Linked DNA regions of Mus musculus: all the other regions are linked to region 4. The links are chromatin contacts, called in public Hi-C and promoter capture Hi-C maps. All regions are on one chromosome and are shown on one strand. Each heading gives the region's core, a stretch centred on a gene start, on an enhancer-like site or on the middle of the called end of the contact. The rest is flanking DNA. Distances are from core to core; before and after follow the strand shown.

Evidence for each region. Promoter capture Hi-C pulls out the DNA fragments that hold promoters and counts their contacts. A called contact is a pair of places that touch in the nucleus more often than the background predicts.
Region 1: a promoter capture Hi-C map of liver shows a contact between it and region 4, with 4 times the contacts expected there. The contact joins the promoter of Manbal here to the promoter of Chmp4b in region 4. A contact is called at or near these places in 2 of 39 promoter capture datasets (liver and pre-B cells).
Region 2: a contact with region 4 is called in a promoter capture Hi-C map of liver, with 6 times the contacts expected there. The contact joins the promoter of Rbl1 here to the promoter of Chmp4b in region 4. A contact is called at or near these places in 2 of 39 promoter capture datasets (liver and pre-B cells) and 2 of 115 datasets of contacts at active chromatin or transcription factors (bone marrow-derived dendritic cells and thymic regulatory T cells).
Region 3: a promoter capture Hi-C map of liver shows a contact between it and region 4, with 5 times the contacts expected there. The contact joins the promoter of Samhd1 here to the promoter of Chmp4b in region 4. A contact is called at or near these places in 3 of 39 promoter capture datasets (liver and pre-B cells) and 1 of 484 Hi-C or Micro-C datasets (B cells).
Region 5: a promoter capture Hi-C map of liver shows a contact between it and region 4, with 4 times the contacts expected there. The contact joins the promoter of Soga1 here to the promoter of Chmp4b in region 4. A contact is called at or near these places in 3 of 39 promoter capture datasets (liver and pre-B cells).
Region 6: a Hi-C map of pre-B cells shows a contact between it and region 4, with 5 times the contacts expected there. The contact joins the promoter of Rpn2 here to the promoter of Chmp4b in region 4. A contact is called at or near these places in 2 of 484 Hi-C or Micro-C datasets (B cells and pre-B cells).
Region 7: a contact with region 4 is called in a promoter capture Hi-C map of liver, with 6 times the contacts expected there. The contact joins the promoter of 5430405H02Rik here to the promoter of Chmp4b in region 4. A contact is called at or near these places in 3 of 39 promoter capture datasets (liver and pre-B cells).

What each region holds. Positions count from the first base shown.
Region 1 is chr2:157,366,275-157,369,084 of GRCm38.p6, reverse strand. It overlaps Manbal (mannosidase, beta A, lysosomal-like), which reads right to left and starts at 1,491. Exons shown (of 3, transcript NM_026968.3): 1 at 1,445-1,491.
Region 2 is chr2:157,203,194-157,205,893 of GRCm38.p6, reverse strand. It overlaps Rbl1 (RB transcriptional corepressor like 1), which reads left to right and starts at 1,360. Exons shown (of 22, transcript NM_011249.2): 1 at 1,360-1,594. The coding sequence starts at 1,439.
Region 3 is chr2:157,133,806-157,136,505 of GRCm38.p6, reverse strand. Samhd1 (SAM domain and HD domain, 1) reads left to right here and starts at 1,410. Exons shown (of 16, transcript NM_018851.4): 1 at 1,410-1,627. The coding sequence starts at 1,417.
Region 4 is chr2:154,655,520-154,658,331 of GRCm38.p6, reverse strand. Chmp4b (charged multivesicular body protein 4B) reads right to left here and starts at 1,306. Exons shown (of 5, transcript NM_029362.3): 1 at 961-1,306. The coding sequence starts at 1,150.
Region 5 is chr2:157,077,936-157,080,677 of GRCm38.p6, reverse strand. Soga1 (suppressor of glucose, autophagy associated 1) reads left to right here and starts at 1,413. Exons shown (of 15, transcript NM_001164663.1): 1 at 1,413-2,449. The coding sequence starts at 1,769. It also overlaps a transcript of Tldc2 not described here.
Region 6 is chr2:157,277,754-157,280,612 of GRCm38.p6, reverse strand. It overlaps Rpn2 (ribophorin II), which reads right to left and starts at 1,515. Exons shown (of 17, transcript NM_019642.4): 1 at 1,278-1,515. The coding sequence starts at 1,290. It overlaps Mroh8 (maestro heat-like repeat family member 8), which reads left to right and starts at 1,064. Exons shown (of 25, transcript NM_001039557.4): 1 at 1,064-1,421. The coding sequence starts at 1,138.
Region 7 is chr2:156,861,504-156,864,277 of GRCm38.p6, reverse strand. 5430405H02Rik (RIKEN cDNA 5430405H02 gene) reads left to right here and starts at 1,333. Exons shown (of 3, transcript NR_027914.1): 1 at 1,333-1,679. Rab5if (RAB5 interacting factor) reads right to left here and starts at 1,156. Exons shown (of 4, transcript NM_026124.3): 1 at 861-1,156. The coding sequence starts at 974.

The DNA of each region.
Region 1 (2,810 bases), core at 242-2,741, 2.7 Mb before region 4:
CTGGGACTATAGCAGAGACCTCCACACTGGCAGTGACGTCCGCTATGGAGATTTTGGTTTCAGAACGAATCCATCCCTAACCTGTGTGACCATCCCTTATTCCCAGGAAGTGGCTTTGTGCTCTTGTTTCAGGGGAGGCCTGGCTGAAGCCTTCACATAGCGTAAGGCAGTCTTTGTCCGTTTCTACTCACAAATTCGATGCCATCTCTATCCTAACTAAGTAAACATTTACTACACACTATGGCTGTAACCTTGGCAATGTGAGGTTCAAAAACAAAACTACCACTTATTGATGTTTCAGCAAAGTTCCCATGGAGCCCTCAAATTTGCTATGCAGCCCAGAACAGTATAGGCATGCTCTGCCCCACCCCCAGACTTAGGATGCAAGGGATAAAAACCAAGGCTTTTACACGCTGGGTAAGCCCTCTTCCAACTCAGCCATATCACCAGCTCTGATTTTTAATTTTGATTTTTTTTTTTTCGAGACAGGGTTTCTCTGTGTAGCTTTGGTTGACTTGGAACTTATTCTGTAGACCAGGCTAGCCTCCAACCCACAGAGCTCCTCCAGGATGGCCAGGGCTGCACAGAGAAACCCTGTCTTGGAAAAACAACAAAAATTTTGTTCTCACCAAATAGCTTAGCAACTTTAGCCTAAGAATCTTCCTTTAAAAAAAAAAAAAAGGCTGTTTAAAATAGCACCTTTTTCAGCAAACCCCAAAGGCTATCATTACTACTCTTGTGCTGATATGAGGGTTACACAGGCAGCTGTCCTACGTGACTAATGAGGGGGTAGCGTATACAGAGGGATACGCCAAGCAAGACGATGACCTACGTGTAAAGCAGGAAGAGGTAAAACTTCATCGTGCTACTATCTTAGGGCCGGGAAGAACAGTTCTGGGGTCTGAACATGGGACTCAAGCACGCTGGGTGAGTCTCCACTACTGAGCTACTCAAAACACACAAATTCAAAGCCATGCGCGGTTTGTTTCTGGAGTCTTCCACTTTCTATTTCCAGGTGTCAGGTCACTGGAACCGCAGACACCGGGGAGGCTATCGCATTCCCCATCCCTTTCTCTGGCAGTTTTCTCTCAAGCACACACTGCAACTAAGCACTGATACGCTCCCGGCCTTCGCATCCTCCGCACAGGCCCAAGGGAGCCTTCTGCGGGGAAGGAAAGTGACCGGGAGAGGAAGATCGAGATGCCCGAGGTAACACAGCCATCCAGGGCACACCCGACAAGCCAAGCCCCGGCTGGTCCCGGCGCAGGGCAGGCTGGGCCCTGGCCCTGCACAACCCTCGCGAGGGCCCCAGTCTCCTCGGAACGCAGACTGCCTTTACAGATAACTGCCCTCCGCAACCCCGGAAGCCGCTGTAACCCGCAACGCCGCCCCGATCCCGCCCGCCGGGAAGCCTCGGCCGGGTTATCCGAGCCTCAATACTTACCTCCCGGAACGCCGCGCCGCCGCACCGGAAGTGATCCCTCGTGACCCGGAAGCGATGTGCTGGGAGCAGCAGCAGATTCCGCTCAGCGGGTTTTACCAGGTCCACCGCTTCCTCGCCGTCTTCCTCCTGCTCTCCCCTAATTAGACACCGAAGGTTGAAGCTTTAATGAATTTTTTATTTGATTTGAGACAGGGTCTCAACAGTGTAGCTCTGACTGGCCTCGAACTGGGGGCAATTCTCCTGATTACAGCCGGTCTCCCCCCAGTTTAGAACTCAGTTCTAAGTCTGAGCCAGAAATCTACAATATAAGGGGTAGGACAAACATTACCATGCTATAATTCAGACAAAAACAAATCACCATAATAAATTAAAAAGAGACCAGTGAACATCTCTGCTTCCATGGAGTTTATAGTCAGTAAGTCACATAATAGATAGGGAATCCTTAATGCGATAAATGTTTGGAAGGCAAAAATCAGCATTGAAATAAGTGCGGCAGACCAGTTAGGAATGGAGTTTAATGGGCAGTGATGTGATTGGTGCCTGATAGTCAAGCCTTCACAGTCTCCCACGCTGACCAATGTGACCCATAGAATTTTGGGGAAATACTGAGCTTGAGTTCCGAGATTAAGACAGAAAAACATTGTGACTTCCTCTTTCCTCGCTCTTGATCATTCCTGGGAAGTCCCGCAGAGTGAGATTCACGTGGGCAGTTATCAAGCCTCCAGCCAACGAACTCAGCTTGGCAGCCAGATAAACTATCTCTAGGTCAGCTGATGTGGCCCTGACCCCTAAATCCTTTAATTATGTGTGCCACGGGTGGGTATTGGTGTGGGTACGGGTGTGGCATATGCACTCACATGCATGTACCTATGGCTGCTGAGGCCAGAGTATATCACGTGTCTTGCTCTATTATAGTCCACCTTATTCCCTTGAGATAGGGAAAGCCGCAGGGATCCCGTATCCATCCTCTCCTCTCCTCTGCCTTGGACTGGCGTTAAAGATGTATGAGTGACCATGCCTGGCTTTTTACTTTGGGTCTTTGAGACCTTCATGTTTAGTCAATAAGCACTCTCACTCACTGAGCCATGCCCAGCCTCAAAATCAATTGTGTAGATGGATTTTGGGTTGTTTGGTTTTTTGTTTTTGTTTTTTCCTTTTTCTTTTCTACTTCTGAGGCAGAATCCTCAAGCGTGCTGCTCCAAACTCCTGCTGCTGTGAGGTCCTCCCAATGGTAGACATAGACGGTCATCGACAACCCAAGCCAAAACAAACTTGCAAAGTTTCTTCTATCGGAGCCTAACAGCAACAAACGAGTAACTAGGGACTGGAGAGAGGCTCAGTGGTTAAGTGTGTCTGCTGCTCTTCC
Region 2 (2,700 bases), core at 111-2,610, 2.5 Mb before region 4:
CTCTTCCTTGAGCAGTACACCTTTGTATTTTAATTCAACGATTCCTTCCGATACGTCATGTAAGACAACACTCTACTACCTCCAAACTTGGTAGTCTCCACGAGGCCATACCCGCAGCAGTGGATTTTGTCCAAAACAAATTAATCATCATTAACATGTTAAAATCTCTGCTTTGAGTATACCATGAGGCTTTAGTGGGGCATAGGAACTCCTTCATAACTTGCCTTGACGTCCCTGTTTTCTTCTCTAGTGACTCCTTCATCCAAACAAGGACTACTCTGTAATTTTCAAACACACTGCCCCAAGTCCTTAGTGTAGAAGAGAAATAATCCAAATCAGGGAATACAGTGAAGGCAAACGATTCTATCCTACCATCCAACTCTCTTGGAAGAGCTGATCAATAAGTATGACAATTTCAGATAAGGTACAATGGAGACGATGAAATAGAAGTTAGGTGTCAGCTTATAGATGTACTGCTCAGTAATGGCCTGAGAAGGTTAAAATTAGACTTAAATGATGAAGAGCAAGGTATGCAAAGATATGCACAATAGCATTTTCACACACGGAGAAAAGCCTCCTGCGACTGAGAACTAGCTTGATATTCCCAAGGTTACGAGTTACCTGGTGCATCTGAATGCTATTATTTTTCTGTATTTTAAAGACAAAAAATGATCTCGTGCAGGATTCTGAGTGAAAACGATCAGGTTCTAGTTTAGGTTTTAAAAACACCTTTCAGGTAAGCGCGAGGACCATCTCTATTCCTGAAACGACTATTTACTGGGACAGTTTCCAGAATCCTGGGAGTGAGGCTGAGACCCGTCACCCCAAACCCTTGTCCCTGCATCCCTTTCTGGCGAGATTTGGGAGTCTCTGACGTGGCGCTTCTACGTGAAGAAGCCACTTTCGGCAGCTCCCGCCTCCACCTCCATCGAGGGTCAAAGCTCAGTGAGAGCGGGCTGGAGGCGCGCCGGGGAGCTGACAAACCTAGGGTCCACAGGACAGTGTCATGGAGAAGGCTTCCCACTAGCGTGAACGGACTCGCAGTCCCAAGTCACCCACACCAGGGAACCCGCGGTGGAGAGCGCGGGGCGCGAGCTACAGTCCCGGCAGCCTCAGCACCGGCTCGGATCCTTCCGCCCCGCTCTCTCACGTCCGTCCCCGCGGCCCGGAGCCCCGCAGCTGCCCACCCAGGGCCCGAGCTAGATCTCCGTTAGAGTCCGAGGTCCATCTTCTTATCCCATTCCGGGAGACGGGCTGCTGCGGGCTCCAGAGGAGAAAGGGACTTTTTGAGAAGAAAAGCGGAGGCAGACGATGAAGGGAAGGCGAGCTCAAGAAGGCGATTTTCGCGCGCTTTGTCGCGGGGGGTTGTGGGTAGCTCGCCGGGAGGGAAAAGAAAACCCCGAAGCCGGTCGCGCCGCCCGTCGGGCCGGAGGGGGATATGTTCGAGGACGAGCCCCACGCCGAGGGGGCGGCGGCGGTCGCCGCGGCCAGGGAGGCGCTGCAGGCCCTGTGCCAGGAACTGAACCTGGACGAGGGAAGCGCGGCCGAAGCCCTGGATGACTTCACGGCCATCCGCGGCAACTACAGCCTAGAGGTGAGCGGCGGCAGGTGGGCGGCGGCCCCGACCCTCGCCAGGCCCCACCCCCGGCCCGCCCCCGCCCCAAGCCTATCGGGCGGTGGGAGTTCCCCACCTACGAGGGTCTCCGAGGAGTGCGGGGAGGGAAGGGTGGGTGTAGCTCGGCCAACCCACCCATTTGGATTGAGGCGGGAAACCGAAGATCGGAAAGTGAGCCGCCGGTTCTGCGGGGGTTCCCTAGGCTCCCAACTTTCAAACTTGATTTCTGCGCGCCGCCCAGTGCCCCAAACGGCGCGGTGCTGCCGTTAAATCGATCAGACCTGATCCCGCGGTAAAATGAATTACTCATCGCTGCTCAGCCCTTTGATTATGTCTTCCCCAACTCGTTTGAAACACCACTGGATCCCCATTCCACAGAGGGAGAAAGTGGGGTCGGTAAGAAGTTAATTTAGCGCCCAAGGTGACGCAGTTTGCCATGCAACCTGGTACAGCAGTTTGAGCCCTTTAACTCCTCCATTCTTCCACCTAATCGAGTGTAGCAGTTAGTTCGTTTATACCATGCACTGTAGTTAGATAGATCAAAGTCAGCACACACAAAGCTCTTCTCAGCCCCACGTTCCTCTCTGCCAGGCCGTTGCTCTAACGATTGATGTGGTATCTGGCTCTGAATAAAATAAATGGTGCTTGTTATCATTATTAGGTATTCCCAGTAACACACACACATATGTTAATGATATATATGTGTGTGTGTGTGTGTGTATACATATATATATATATACCCAGGGGGTATCGAGACAGACTATTTCAGCATCTAACTGAGATGTACAAAAGCTTTCATTATACACATGGGCAGGATTCACATATAGGATTCCTCTGACTCAGACTGCCAGCGAAATAATTGCTGGTCAGGGAGTAGGAAATAGGGAGCAACTGTTGTACACATGTCTATACTCCTATGAGAGAAAAGTACCTGAGACTACACACACACACACACACACACACACACACACACATATATAAAATTTGTCTTTACAGCAGGACAGTGACTACTATACCTGTTTTCTTGGTGGTGTTACAGCTCAACATCCTTTTTTTTTTTTTTAGAGAATTAGAGTCACTCTAAT
Region 3 (2,700 bases), core at 161-2,660, 2.5 Mb before region 4:
ATATGACCATACTGTCCTTGACACAACACAAGAGGGCATAGGATCCAATTACAGATGATTGTGAGCCACCATATGGTTGCTGGGAATTGAACTCATGACCTTTGGAAGGACTGTCAGTGCTCTTAACCACTGAGCCATCTCTCCAGCCCTCTCTCCCAGCTTTTATACTTCACTTTCCTACATCTGAAATTCGTTAAATGAATGTTTGTAAAGCCTTTAGAACAGGGCCCTGATCACATCAGCACTGTTTGCTAAGAATATTTTGGTTCATCCGATTTCTAGTTTGTCTGTTGTTTGTTTGTTGCTGGGTAATGAACATCGGGCCTCGAGCTTGTTTTGTTTTTGGTTTTGTTTTTTCGAGACAGGGATTCACTGTGTAGCCCTGGCTGTCCTGGAACTCACTTTGTAGACCAGGCTAGCCTCAAACTCAGAAATCAGCCTGCCTCTGCCTCCCAAATGCTGGGATTAAAGGCGTGCGCCACCACACCCGGCTCTCAAGCTTGTATTTTATGCCTAAGCATCACTTACAGCTGTCGGGCTCACCACTAAACATCTCATTTGTACTGCCTGACGTTAAAATACCTAGATGTGTATGTGTCTTGGTTTCTGAAGAGGTGTCGTAAATTAGTGGTCGTTGTACTAGTAATGGGTGGATAAAGATTTATGGGGAAGTTTGGGGTCTGTCCCAAAATGGCTTAACGCCAAAAAAAAAAAAAAAAAAAAAAAAAAAAAAGAAAGCCTGCTATTTGGACACTGACTAGTAATTAGTAAAAATACTGTCTATTTGGAAATAATAGGGCGGTCTGCTGCCAACTAACTGTGAATGTGGAATCTAACAGGACAGTCCGACAACCAGCTGGCAATCACTTCAGGGTTTTCCAGTTGGGCCAGTCCCTTGTTTTCTGCTCTGGGATAGGAGTGGCAGCTTTGTTGCCTTATAGGGTTTTTTTGTTTTTTGTTTTTAATTTTATTTTAACAAGTTTACAGCTTGGGGTGTTTGAAACCTGGCAAAACGTATTTGTTTCAGGAAGATACCTGCAGTTCACCAGAAGACCTTTTTAATCTGGAGCGTGGTGAACCTTCCTTAGCCCCAGATGCCCTCTTTGGCCTTGTCCTCACTAAAGTCTCCACTCTTAACCACAACTCAGTTTTGCTTTTCTAATAACACCACCCTTTCGGAGAAACACAAGGGCGGAGTTGAGGGCGATCGCGTAGGCATTGCGCTTGCGCAATGGGCCGGGCGCGAGCGCCCCGGGGAGGCCACGCTCCCAGGGCTGATGTCCGGGGCGCCTGCGCAGTAGGCCTGGAGGCTGGCAAAACTGAATGGACTCACTTTTGGGGTGTGGTGTCAGTGCGGCTGCGCGCGAGCCGGTGCCGCGGTACTTAACTTCGCAGCCCCGGGTGTCGGAGGTAGCCATGCAGAGCGCACCCTTGGAGCAGCCAGCTAAGCGACCCCGCTGCGATGGCAGCCCAAGGACGCCACCGAGCACTCCTCCTGCAACAGCTAATCTGTCTGCAGACGACGACTTCCAAAACACCGACCTCCGAACCTGGGAACCGGAGGACGTGTGCTCCTTCTTAGAGAATCGTGGTTTCCGAGAGAAGAAAGTGCTGGACATCTTCAGAGGTAGCGGGCCTGAGGGACGAAGGATGGCCACCGTGGGGCCGAGCAGGGAGAGTCCACATGGGAGGCATCCTAAGGGGGAGGTCTCTGGGGGAAGCGGCTGGCGGGAACCCGCCGCTGGAGAAGGAGGCGCCCTGTCGGGATGCGAACACACGGGCTACCCGAGGTGGGCACAGGTGAAGTGCAAGCCCATCGGTTCACTCTGGGCGGCGAACCTAGTAGAGGCCCAGGGAGGTTTGGTAGAAGGGTCTTTTCGGGAACTTGTCACTTCTGCCAGGAGCGATCCCCGCCCTTCTTAGAAGATTTTACCCCAGACCTCCGGCTGTGGCTTGCGGTCTTTCAGGCTCACCTGGCTTGGGAGACCCTTTTGTGCTAACCGCAGCTCCCGGAACACTTGGCCCCATGAGAGATTTTGAGCGCTTTTAAGTTTAACTCTGAAGCTGGTCCCGGAATTTGGGGTTTTCCTTAAAGGGGAGGGAAGGTGCTTAATCTCTGGATTCTCACTGACTATCATAATAGCCTAGTAGGGTTCAGTATGTGCTCATTGTATTTGCAGAGTGCTACTAAGGGAATTTCTCTTCCAACATAAGAGCAAGTTATTCACTGAAACCCCAACATTCCACAACTTGGCCACTCAAGAATTTTAAGAATTTTAAGGGATGCTTCTGGTTCTTGGTCTTGCTCCCGTCAACACTTTGAATCTGCTCAACTTTTTTTTTTTTTTTTTTTTTTTTTTTTCTTGGTTGGTGGCTGTGAAGCTTAACCCCTTGCATGATCGATCCCCGGAGGTGTTCGCTTGGAAAGTGGCCCCTCCGTGGTTATGATTTTCAAATTCAGTGAACTTTACTTCTTGTGGGGTGGAGCCCCTTGTGCCTAACTGAAGGACTGACTTTAAGAAAGCTTTAAAAGGGGTTGCGGATTTAGCTCAGTGGTAGAGTGCTTAGCAAGCGCAAGGCCCTGGGTGCGGTCCTCAGCTCTGGGGGAAAAAAAAAAAAGAAAGAAAGCTTAAAAATAGGAACTCACGTTTCTCTTTTTCTCTCCCTCTACAGAAGAGTAACTTTGGGGGTGGGGGTGGG
Region 4 (2,812 bases), core at 57-2,556:
TATCTCTCAACTTCGGCCCACTCTCAAGGGGTGACCTGTCACGCTATGATTCATGCTCACATTGTTGTAACAAAAACACACATGAGCATTTTGACTTTCTTTACAGTCATTCACACATTTTCACATCCATCTCACTGAAGAAAACTACAAGGTACTTCCTAGACAGTTTCGATTCCTAGACAGGAAGCAAAGAAGCTTTCAAGTTCCAATCAACAACAGGACTGGGTCAACAGAGGCAGAGTCCTCGTCATTTCTGGTTCAGGAGGAACGGGGAAGTGGTGAGTCACAAGAGGGTAAGGCTTACAACACGGAAGCTCTGAGAATCACAGGGTTATCGACATCTTAGGTCTTCCAGTGGCCAGCTCCTAGCCGGTGGATGTGGAACTCAAAACTTAACAAGTACACTCAACAAGTGAACAGACAGAGCGGGTCCCAGAGGGTCTCTTCACTCCCCAGTTCTCTTTTTTCTCCATAAAGGAAGCTTCTCAAGAAGACTCCTAAGTCAGGGGCAGAAGGCAGCTCAGACGTCACCAAGGGCTCAGGAGAGGACAGAGGTGGACCAAGAAACACATAAATGATAGGGTGGGGCAAAGAAATGAACCAAGGTGGGGGTAGAGGCAGTGGCTGGGAAGATGGGTGAGGCCAAAGAGAAAAGAATACAATGGAACAGAGTGGAACAGACTGAGCAAAGTTAAAGTGCTGTGAGATCTGGGTCAGAAGAGGCCTGCCAGGGTAGGGAGAGTTTGAAGGGAGTCTGATGATGCAAGTGAACCGGCTCAAGGAGACCCAGAAGGAGTCAGATGGAAAGGGATCCCCGGCTCGGCTGGACAACGAAAGAAGTCTGGCCGGAGAGTTCCAGAGTCGAGAGAGACCCCGAAACGAGTTAGACAAAGTGGAGTCCGGGCCTGGGGAGCCTTAGGAGAGCCAGTGGAGAGTCTGATGGGGCCCCAGCCGTCTCACCGCGTTTATTTTTGGTGCCGTGCTTCTTGGCAGCCGTCAGCTCCTGTTCGATTTTCTTCTCCAGGAACTCCTGCTTCTTGCTTAACATCTCCTCCGTGTCCCGAAGCCGCTGGATGGCCTCCTGGGGGGTCGGGCCGCCCTTGCCCGCCTTACCCCCTCCAGCCCCGAACAGCTTCCCGAACACCGACATGGTTGCTGCTCGCCGCGCCGGCCTCCGGCGCCCACTCCGGCTCGGCTCGGCTCGGCTCGGCTCGGCTCCCGCGCCCACTCCCGGCCTGCCGCTCCCCGCAGCCGCAGGCCTCGCCTCCACCTCCGCCCCGCAGCTGGGCCCGGCCGCGCCACCTCCCACAGGCCCCCACGCCCGGGCCCGGCCGGCGTCAGGGCAACGCGCCGCTGACTACAGCTCCCAGAGCACCACGCGCCCGCAGCCCCTCGAGTCTAAGGGAGGACCGCGCGCTGCAAGCCGGGAGTCTGAGTTTTCCGGCTCCTGGCGTACTATGGCGCATCTTTTTAGTCTCGCAGAGGTCAAAGGGCAATGTGGCATGCTGGAAAATGTAGTCTCTTTGGAATGTGTTCCGTAGAGATGAAAGACCAGGAAGAGAAGAAATAACTATTACAAAAAGAGGGGTTCGTTGTGCTGGTCCGTGATAGAACCCTGGACCTAATTCACAGCACGGGAAGTAATAGTGATAACAACATCACTCATTTTCTATGATCTCTGGAACATAGTACTTTACAATCATAATCACATTTGATTCTTAAAGCAGTTTACAACAGATAATGCTGTTCCTATTTTGTGTGTCTGTTTTGGAACCAGACTTTCATGTAGCCTAAGCTGGCCTTGAAGTTCCTAAGGATCAGAGGCTGGCCTGTCTCTGCCTCTGAAGTGTTGGATCTGTGCTGTTCCTAATTTATATGTCAGTGAATCAAGCCCAGGAAACTGGCTGTCTAACTAGCTTACTTTACCAGACCGGTCAGTTCTCTCTACTTGGATGAGCTGTCATTCTCTTTATTCACCTAAGAGACCTTCTGAAACCTAAAATAGACTAACCACCTTGGCAGTGTAATTCAACAGCAAAGCTTCAAAATCAGCCTCGAATATTCATTTAGATACTTACTTCCTCTTGCTTTCCAAAGCTGTAAATTTGAAATTGTCACAAGTCCTCTTAAAAGAGTTTGTAAGTGAGATAGGAATATAAAGGGCCCAGCTGACTACAGGCACTCAAATAAAGATGTGTGTTTTAAACAGGACTTGGCAATTCATGCCTATAATCTCACATCTTTTGAAAGGCTGAGATAAGAGGGCTGCCATGTGGTGGCACATGCCTTTAATCCCAGAGGCAAAGGCAGAGGCAGGTAGATTTCTGAGTTATAGGCCAGCCTAGTCTACAGACTGAGTTCCAGGACAGCCAGGGCTATACAGAGAAACCCTGACTTGAAAAAACCTCCTGAATGTAATTGTATTTCTGGCACTGAAAAAAAAAAAAGAAAGAAAGAAAGAAAGAAAGAAAGAAAGAAAGAAAAAGAAAAAACCTCCTGTCTGTTTGAGTTCTGACCTGCTTTCATGATGATCAATGATATGGAAGTATAAGCTCAGTAAACCATTTCCTCCCCGAGTTGCTTTGGTCACAATAATAGTAAGACACTCTAGGAGTATAGAAAGTCATGTTTGGGGGGATTATATTAGAAAACTCAAATTTAACTTAAATACTCTTACCACACAATTGGCATCCGTCTCTGGGGAAGAATTTGAACCTACATTGGGACTCTTGGTTTTGTTGTTGTTGTTTTTTGGTTTTTTCGAGACAGGGTTTCTCTGTATAGCCCTGGCCATCTTGGAGCTCACTTTGTA
Region 5 (2,742 bases), core at 164-2,663, 2.4 Mb before region 4:
TGAGCCCCTTAAGAGCAGGGACAATCACGATAATGAACTTGTAATGGACCCATTAGAGCAGGCTAGGACTGGACTCCGCGGCTTGGGTGTAGGAGGACTCCCCAGGGTCCTCAGGGTTCCCAGGTGCTAGGCAGACCTGCTTGTACTTCGAGGTGGATGGTGGGTCAATAAAAGAAAAAGGAGTAGACCTTGAACTAGTTGGCCATGATGTAGGTCAGGTTAGGAGAAAGGGGAGGAGCCAAAGTAAAGATGAGGGAAGAAGAGGAGGACGAGGAACCCATGGAAAAGAAGGGGGAAAAGAGAAGGGGAGAGAAAGACCGAGAAGGGTCTAAAGGAAGAAAAAGAGGCTGCATAGTGTGTGTGTGTGTGTGTGTGTGTGTGTGTGTGTGTACGAGCTACCTTCTGGGTGGCAAGAGACTGGGCAGCTACCATGCTGATGAGTGCCTTCCCAGGGCCAAAGAACTTACTATGGTTTAGGCACAGTGTGGAGAGGGCAGAGGTGAGGAAGGTGTAAGGGATTCTGAGAAATTAACTCTGATAGCCTGAATAGCTCAAGAGGAAAGAAACCATGCCCACCAATACTGGGGCCTTGGAGTCTGTGGTGGAGTCAATCTGACCCTGTTGGTATTCAGGGTCACAGTCCCATGCCAGCCCCTAACCGGCCTAGAACCTGCCCCCTAAGCACCTAACGGTCTGGCATCCTCAAGGCACAGCCTGAAGTTAATCGCAAAGACCATGAAATTGGGGTCGGGGAGACAAGACTATGCCCGGGTTCATAGGCAACTAGGGTGTGCAAGATCCAAGATGCACGCGGAACGCCACGGTTCCAATGGCAGCGGACAGATAGACGAGGCAAAAGGAGTCCAGCATACTCTGTAGGATCCATCCTGCTTCCTTCTCAGACCAAGAACCGACCGCGTGCCAGGTCGTGTTCAGTTTAAGGTTCTATAGGATGGGGTCGTTTGTCATGCCCAGTTAAAGGGGGCGGAGTTCGCGCAGGCTCAGCACCCACAAGGGGCGCGCGGCGCGGTGCTGGGTGTGCATGGATGCTGGCTCCGGCCCTTTGAGGTCCGCGGGGCCTCTGCCAGGGAATAGTCTCTCCTGTCGTCCACGAGGCCCCTACGGCGACGCCGGGCTTCCAGGCTCCTCGGCCGGGTGTGATCCCCCAGCCCGCAGAGGAGCGGCCGGCGGCCCGGAGCGGCGGGAGCGAGCCGAGGCCGCGGCTGCCCGGGCCCGCCTGACCCTCGAGGGGGTCGCTGTTGCCTCGCGGATCCCTCCCTCGCTCCCCGCTCGCGTCCCTCCCCGCTGCTCCCGCCGCGTCCGCCTTTTGTTCGCCGAGCCGCGCGCCCCCGAGCCGAGGCGGCGGGGCGGGGAGCTGGCGGGGCTGCGTGGGGGGCGGGCCGCGCCGGGCGGAGCCGGGGCCCTGGCCTCAGCCGGACTGGGAGTCCGAGGCGGCGATCGCCGAGCAGGCTGCAGTCGGGGTCCGGGCGCACTCCGGGGGCGCGGCGAGGCGGAGGGGGCGGGCACCGGGCGGAGCCGGAGTCGGAGTCGCGGCGCCTGGAGGAGATCGGGCCGCGCGCTGAGAGCACCGAGTGGCGGAGAGGCCGCGCGGCGCGGGGCAGGGCCCGAGCGCAGCCCCCGGACGCAGGAGACCGGAGCGCAGTCGCGGCCTGAGCGGCGGGAGCGCATCCGAGACCCGCCGCAGGGACACCCAAGCCGGCCACTCCCGGGCCATGCGCGCCGCTCGCTGAGACCCGGGGAGGCCGCGATGGAGACGCCAGCGGGAGAGTCATCGGCGCGGGGCTACGGCCCCCCGCCTGCGCCCGCGCCCGCCGCGGAGAGGAAGAAAAGCCACCGCGCGCCATCACCAGCCCGGCCCAAGGACGTGGCCGGCTGGTCTCTGGCCAAAGGCCGCCGCGGCACAGGCCCGGGCTCCGCTACAGCCTGTGGCACCGCGTCCTCGGCGAGGCCCGACAAGAAGGGGCGCGCGGTGGCTCCTGGTACCCGAGGCACGGGGCCTCGGGTGGCCGGGGTGCGCACGGGGGTCCGCGCCAAGGGTCGCCCTCGTCCCGGTACCGGGCCCCGCCCGCCGCCGCCGCCGCCCAGCCTCACGGACAGTAGCTCCGAGGTGTCGGACTGCGCGTCGGAGGAGGCGCGCCAGTTGGGCCTGGAGCTGGCGCTGAGCAGCGACGCCGAGTCTGCGGCGGGCGGCCCGGCGGGGACCCGCACCGGGCAGCCGCCCCAGCCAGCGCAGTCGGGGCAGCAGCCTCCGCGGCCTCCCGCCTCCCCGGATGAGCCGTCGGTGGCCGCATCGTCGGTGGGCAGCAGCCGCTTGCCACTCAGCGCCTCGCTAGCCTTCTCCGACCTCACCGAGGAGATGCTGGACTGTGGGCCCGGAGGCTTGGTGCGGGAGCTGGAAGAGCTGCGTTCCGAGAACGACTATCTCAAGGTGGGGACCTGGGGGGGATGGGGGAGGCGCAGGGGCGGGAGAGGACTGGTCATCCGGGCTCAAGAGTCCAGGGCGCTGACCAAGCAGGGAGAGTGCCCCACCTTCTCTTCCCACTTTTCCGGTGAGGAGGATTATGGATAAGACACCGAGTAAAGGACCCCAATGTGCACTTTCCCACCCGCGGTAAAACTGTTTTAGAGGACACGTTCTGATGGGTGAGTGGGGATAGTCAGCCAAGGCTGACCTTCCCCCCCTCTAACCTGCCCAGGACCCCGGTCCCAGATCAGCAGGCT
Region 6 (2,859 bases), core at 266-2,765, 2.6 Mb before region 4:
CCAGTCTTTAAGCCTTCTAATATCCAAGTGAGGTGGGTATTTTCTGCATTTTACAAACCAAGAAATGGTTTGTAAACTATTTCATACCTGTCACTCCAGGACTAGGGAAACAGAGGCAAGATGGTGAGTCTGAGCTGGAGCCCCAGCTTCATAGTAAGACCCTACCTATTCTGTGTGTATTGTGGTACATGCACATAAGTGTATGCCAGTGCACAGGCATGCAGAGGCCAGAGTAAACACAGGATGACTTCCTCTGATGTTCTATGCCTTCTTGCCTTGAGGCAGGGCCTTTTCACTGATCTAGAACCATTTTTGCTAGACTAGATGGTTACCTCTTGGGATCTGCTGGTCTCTGCCCTCCAATGCTGGGGTTACGTGCACAATGCAGCCAGCCATACCCAGTGCTAAGATTTGAACTCAGATCCACAAGTTGCACTGAACCAACTCCCAGCTCCCTAGACCCTATCTAAGTAAAGAAAAGAAAAAAGGTTCTTAAGTAGGTGCCCACTCCCTTGCCCTGAGACAAATAACTGAAACTCAAACTTAAGTTTCAATGCAAGTTCTGACTTTAGCCACTTTACCAACAAATAAAATAGTGACTTGAATACACTAAGATTCCCACCTATCCACTCAGAATCTACCAAGCATTGAGTTTTGCCCGGCACTGTTAAAAGCAAGCACAGAAATATCATTTAACACAACTCTTGCGAAGCAGATACCAGATGAGAAACTAAGCTGTTGAGTCCCTGGCTTCTGTTCTCACAATCAATACGTGGCCGGTTACAAGTCTGCACCCGTAATATCACTTCATACCCTAGGCTTTCAGCTCCCAGACAGACCTGTGAGTCTCCTGTCCCTGTCAGGGAAAAGGAACCTAGAAGTCGAAGAAAGTCTAGTGACATGCTCAAAAGCTTTCATGATGCCAGGGGTGGCTCTCTGTGACAGGCGTAGGCCGCTGGTACTACTCGAATGAATGGAGGAGGCCAGGCTCGGGCTCCGCGCTGCCCGGGCTCGCGCTCGGCCTTGCGGGGACCCGTAGTCCCACGTCGCACGCCCCGCCACCAACCCTTCGGGTCCCCAGCACTTCACCAGCTCGCAGCCTCCGCCACACGCTCGACCCCGAAAGCGCCCGTGCCCATGCCCCTGCCCCGTAGGGGAGGGGAACCGCGCCTAGCCGGCGCCCGTGTGGTCCGCACTAGCCTCCCGCGGGCGACGCCCCGCTCCCCAAAGCGTGTCGGCCGCGGGGCCCCACTATTGAGCCATGCGCAACGCCTCACCCGGCGGCGCCATTCCTCCGAGCAGGTCCCACCGGAGCCCGAGCAGGCAGACTTCCGCTCCGGGAAGTGGCTCCAAGAGCGCGCCGGAGGGGACGCCAGGGACCCGCGGCACACGCCACTTGCCAGAATGGGCTCCCGGCAAAGGTCAGTCGCGGCGGTCCCGCTTGGCAGGGCCGTGCCCGGCAGCCGCAGTGTGGGGCAGTTGAGTCGCGGCGTGCGAACCTCACTCACGGGTCCTGCTTGCCAAGCCGTCCTCTCCCCCGCGCCGGGACCCACTTGGAACCGACCGCCTCTCAACCGCCCTGCTCACGCCGCCACCGGGACCCGATTGGGCCGGGCCTTGGGGCGGGCCTAAGACGGGGCCACCTCTGATTGGCCAGTGACAGTGACTGGCCGGACGCGCTGTCACTCACGGTTCTCTCCCGCAGCCCGGCCAATTTTAAAAGGGTCCGGTTGGGAGGGGAGCGTTATCGTAACATTTGATTTTATCCACTTTGGGAAATTATGGTTAATGCATTACTTAGATTATTAATAATTGGCTGGTGAGTGAGGGTTTATCCAGTTTTCAAACCTGTGAGCTATACAGGTAACGGAGAGGAGCGTTTTAAAATGTTTGATTTTTTTTTTTTGAAAATTTCATACAATATATTTTGATCATATTCATTTCCTTCCCCCAACACCTTCCATATCCTCCCCCAACTCCCTACACACCCAACTCATGCTCTATTTTTCCTCTTTCTAAAGTAAAAAACAAACTAAGCATGGAGTCCTGCCCTGGAGAGTGGTTGATATACCCAGTCACTCCACTGAAGAAAACTGATTTTCCCTCTCCCAGCAGCTATCAGTTATGAATAGTTTTGGCTACAGTTGGGTCTTTTGTGCCCACTCCCCCTTCTCTGTGTTTTGTATGGCTTGAGCTTTTGTGGGTCTTGTGCATACTGACACAATCCCTGAAAAACTGCTTATTGGAAGCCGTTTATCACCCCTGGCTCTTAAACAATCCTTCTCCTCTTCCACATAGACCCACGCCCATGAGCCCTGAGGTAAAGGGGATGCTGTAGACATCCCATTTAGGGCTGAGTGTCCCAAGATCTCTTATTCTCTGTGTGTTGACCAGTTTTGGGTCTCCGTGTTAATTGCTGTCTACTCCAGGAAGGGTTGAGGGATGCGCTGGTCTGCAAATTTAACAGACTCAAAAATGGAAGCCAGAACTAATGTGTAGCTCTGATTACCGAGCTCACAATATAGGCAGAAAGAGTACTGAGCACCCTACATATGTTATCTTATTTACTCTTTATTATTATTCTGTGAAATGTTACTTTTAATACTTTAAAAGGAAGGAAATATTTCAGCCCTTGCGTTCTGATGACAGCCTAGATGTGTGCTAATTAACTATTGTGAACATGTAGAATTTTGCAATACAGCAATGCTGCTTCTCTTCAGTATCACTCCAGATATGTAGCGGGGAGTCGGACCACTCCTCCATACAGCAGTCACTAGCTCTCTGCAGTAATTTCTCTTTGAACTTAGTCCAATTAAGTAAAATTTAAGCTTCAGCTCCTCAGCTATACTATGCTTCTGA
Region 7 (2,774 bases), core at 84-2,583, 2.2 Mb before region 4:
TTAACTTCAGTTCCCACCCTTCCTGTACAGCGACTTTTGAGAAAGCCAGAGTTAGGAAAGTGTGGTGGTGGAGAAGTGTGTGCTTAGGCCTGTGCCAGCTCATCTAAGTTTCACCCAACAAAGAGCACTCAGGTTTGTGAACTGCCCTGGACTCCAGACACCAGTCCTTGGACCGGGGAAGATAAAAAATATGACACAGCAGTTCACAAAGACGACAGGTTTTGCAAGAGCTGGGCAGGGCTGGGGGCAGGCCAAGGGCACCTTCAGGAAGTACTCCCCCCCTCCATGGCGGAACTGAAGGGAGGGAAGCCCAATTTCAACAGTCCAAACAACGGAAGGAGTCCAAATATAGCATTCTTTTCAAACCATCTAGAATCGGGCTGAATGGTGACAGGCTTGAAGATCACAGAATGGAGCAATGATAGGAGGCGTCCAGGCTCAGATCCTCTGGAGATGACCAGCGAGTGCATCTTTAAGTCCCCAACCTCTTCTAACCCATGTCTAGCGACTTTCTTACTAACTCACACCCTCTTAAGGTGGTCTTAGAACCGGCTCTCGAATCTTAAAGCTCACAGGGCATGTCTTCTTTCTCATCTAAGCGAGCAAGGACAGAGCCACCCCTCGCAATGTGCAAAGTAAACGCACTTCAGGGATTCCGCACCCGGCACGTGCGCAGTCTTCAGAAGCGCTAACTACTCCGGATCCTGCGGAGCAAACGGCGGGGGATAGCAGGGGCTCCGCTCGCTCCACTACGCGCCGGCCCCCTTGGCACCCCGCTCCCTGCTCCCATGGCCGCGCCCGGCCGATTGGCCGGGGCGAGGGAGACCCGGGCCCGTCCTCCCTCGCCGGGCCTTCTGCACCTTGTCGTCCCAGGCCGCGTCGCTCCGCAGCACCTTGCTCCACACGGACACCTTGAGGGCCCCGTTGGCCAGCTGCGGCTGAGGCGGCTCCTCCTTCCGCCGCCCGCCGCTCATCCTCCCGTCGCGCCGCCCGAGCCGGGCGTGGGGCGCGCGGGCCAAGCCGAAGGGAGTCGGGGTCTGGGACCGCGGGACTCGGCGCGCGGGGCGGCAGCGGTAGTCCGGGCAGCGAGGGACAGTGGCCCGCCGAGGCTCTGCTCGCTCTGCCCAGCGGCCGGCTCGCTAAGCTCCACGGAGCAGGCGCCGCCGAGGGAGGGGCGGGGCCCTGATGACGTGCGCACGCAGCCAATCGGCGGCCACGCGGCGGTCGGCTCCGAAGCTCGGCGACGCCTCGACGCGAGCGTCCCCTCCGGTGGGCGGAAGTGACAGAAGCTTCCGGCGGACGCCAGGGGACGGTGAGCGAGAAGGGACAAGTGCGGCCCGGAGGCGATCTGTGCGCGAGGAGGCGCTGTGAAGACTGAGGCACAGCCCCTCCGAGGAAAGCCGAGATTGTACGTTTCCTTGCCGGCTGAGCCGCGGCTCGTCCCCCGGAGCGACACAAAGAAGAAGTGGCCTTGCATCCTGCTCCGCCTCCCGAGCCGGGTCCTTGGTCCCCGGAAGCCCTGGGCTGCCCCACTGGAGTTACCTTCTGTGCGTTCTCTCCTAAACCTACACGTTATTCACGACTTTGTTCATGACTATGGAAAACAAAACAAAAACAAAAACCAAACCAAAGTTCCCTCGCCTGGCGATGGTGCAAGCCTGTCTACCTGCTGGAGGATGGTAAGTCCCCGGTCACGACAACCTGTCTCAACGGGAAAAAAAACAATTCTGTGAACCCTAACGTCTCCTCTTGCTCAGCGTTCTCTTCTGAGATCCGAATGTGAAGCTGAGATCCCAAGAGAGAAATTCTTTCCTAAGGATGAGGCAAGTTGAAACCAGGGGAGAACCCCACTAGGGGGAATAGAAAAGTAGTAGGTGTCGGGCTAGCTACCCCGTCCTCACTGTGTGTTGTTAGCACTTCCCAGGATGTGTTTTGAAAGGACAGAAGGAGCAGCACCCCCTGCGAACTTGTACAAAGACACGTTGTGGTGTACACTGTGACTCGTCTGCAGTCCAAACCCGGGGAGGAATGTTAGGCTGGCCTGGCTACATTCCAAGATCCCGTGCCCCGTCTGACCTGGGTTACACAGCGAAGCTGGTCTAGCATACAGAGTGAGAGATGCTGCCTCAAACAGACAAATGAGCAAAATCAGTCCCATCCTCCAGATGGTGCCACACAGGATGTGCTATGCTAAGGGATATCACTAAAAAACAAAAGAAAAGAAAAACCCCCCAAGAATTGTTTATTATGTATACATCGTTCTGGCTGCATGTTTGCCTGCAGGCCAGAAGAGAGGTTACCAGATCACATTATAGATGGTTATGAGCTACCATGTGGTTGCTGGGAATTGAACTTAGAACCTCTGGAGGAGCAGCTAGTGTTCTTAATCTATGAGCCATCTCTCCAGCCCGGAACATCACTTTTATGCAGTGAGTTTATAAAGGCAAAGTAATTTGCCTGGAATCATTGAGTTAGTAGTTGGGTTTATTTTACTCTAAATCCGAGTTCTTTTCTTTTTAAAAATAATTATTTCATTCCATAGTATGGGTGTTTTGCCTGCAGTGTGTGTGTGTGTGTGTGTGTGTCTGTGTGTGCACCACTTTGTGTGCCTGCTGCCTAAGAGGGCGACATATCTCCTACAGATAGTTGGGCGCAGTCATTCAGGTGCTTGGAATTGATTTCTTTTTTAAAAGTTTATTTTATATGTGTGTGTATATATATATATATATGTGTGTGTGTGTGTGTGTGTGTGTGTATACACAAATATATATGTG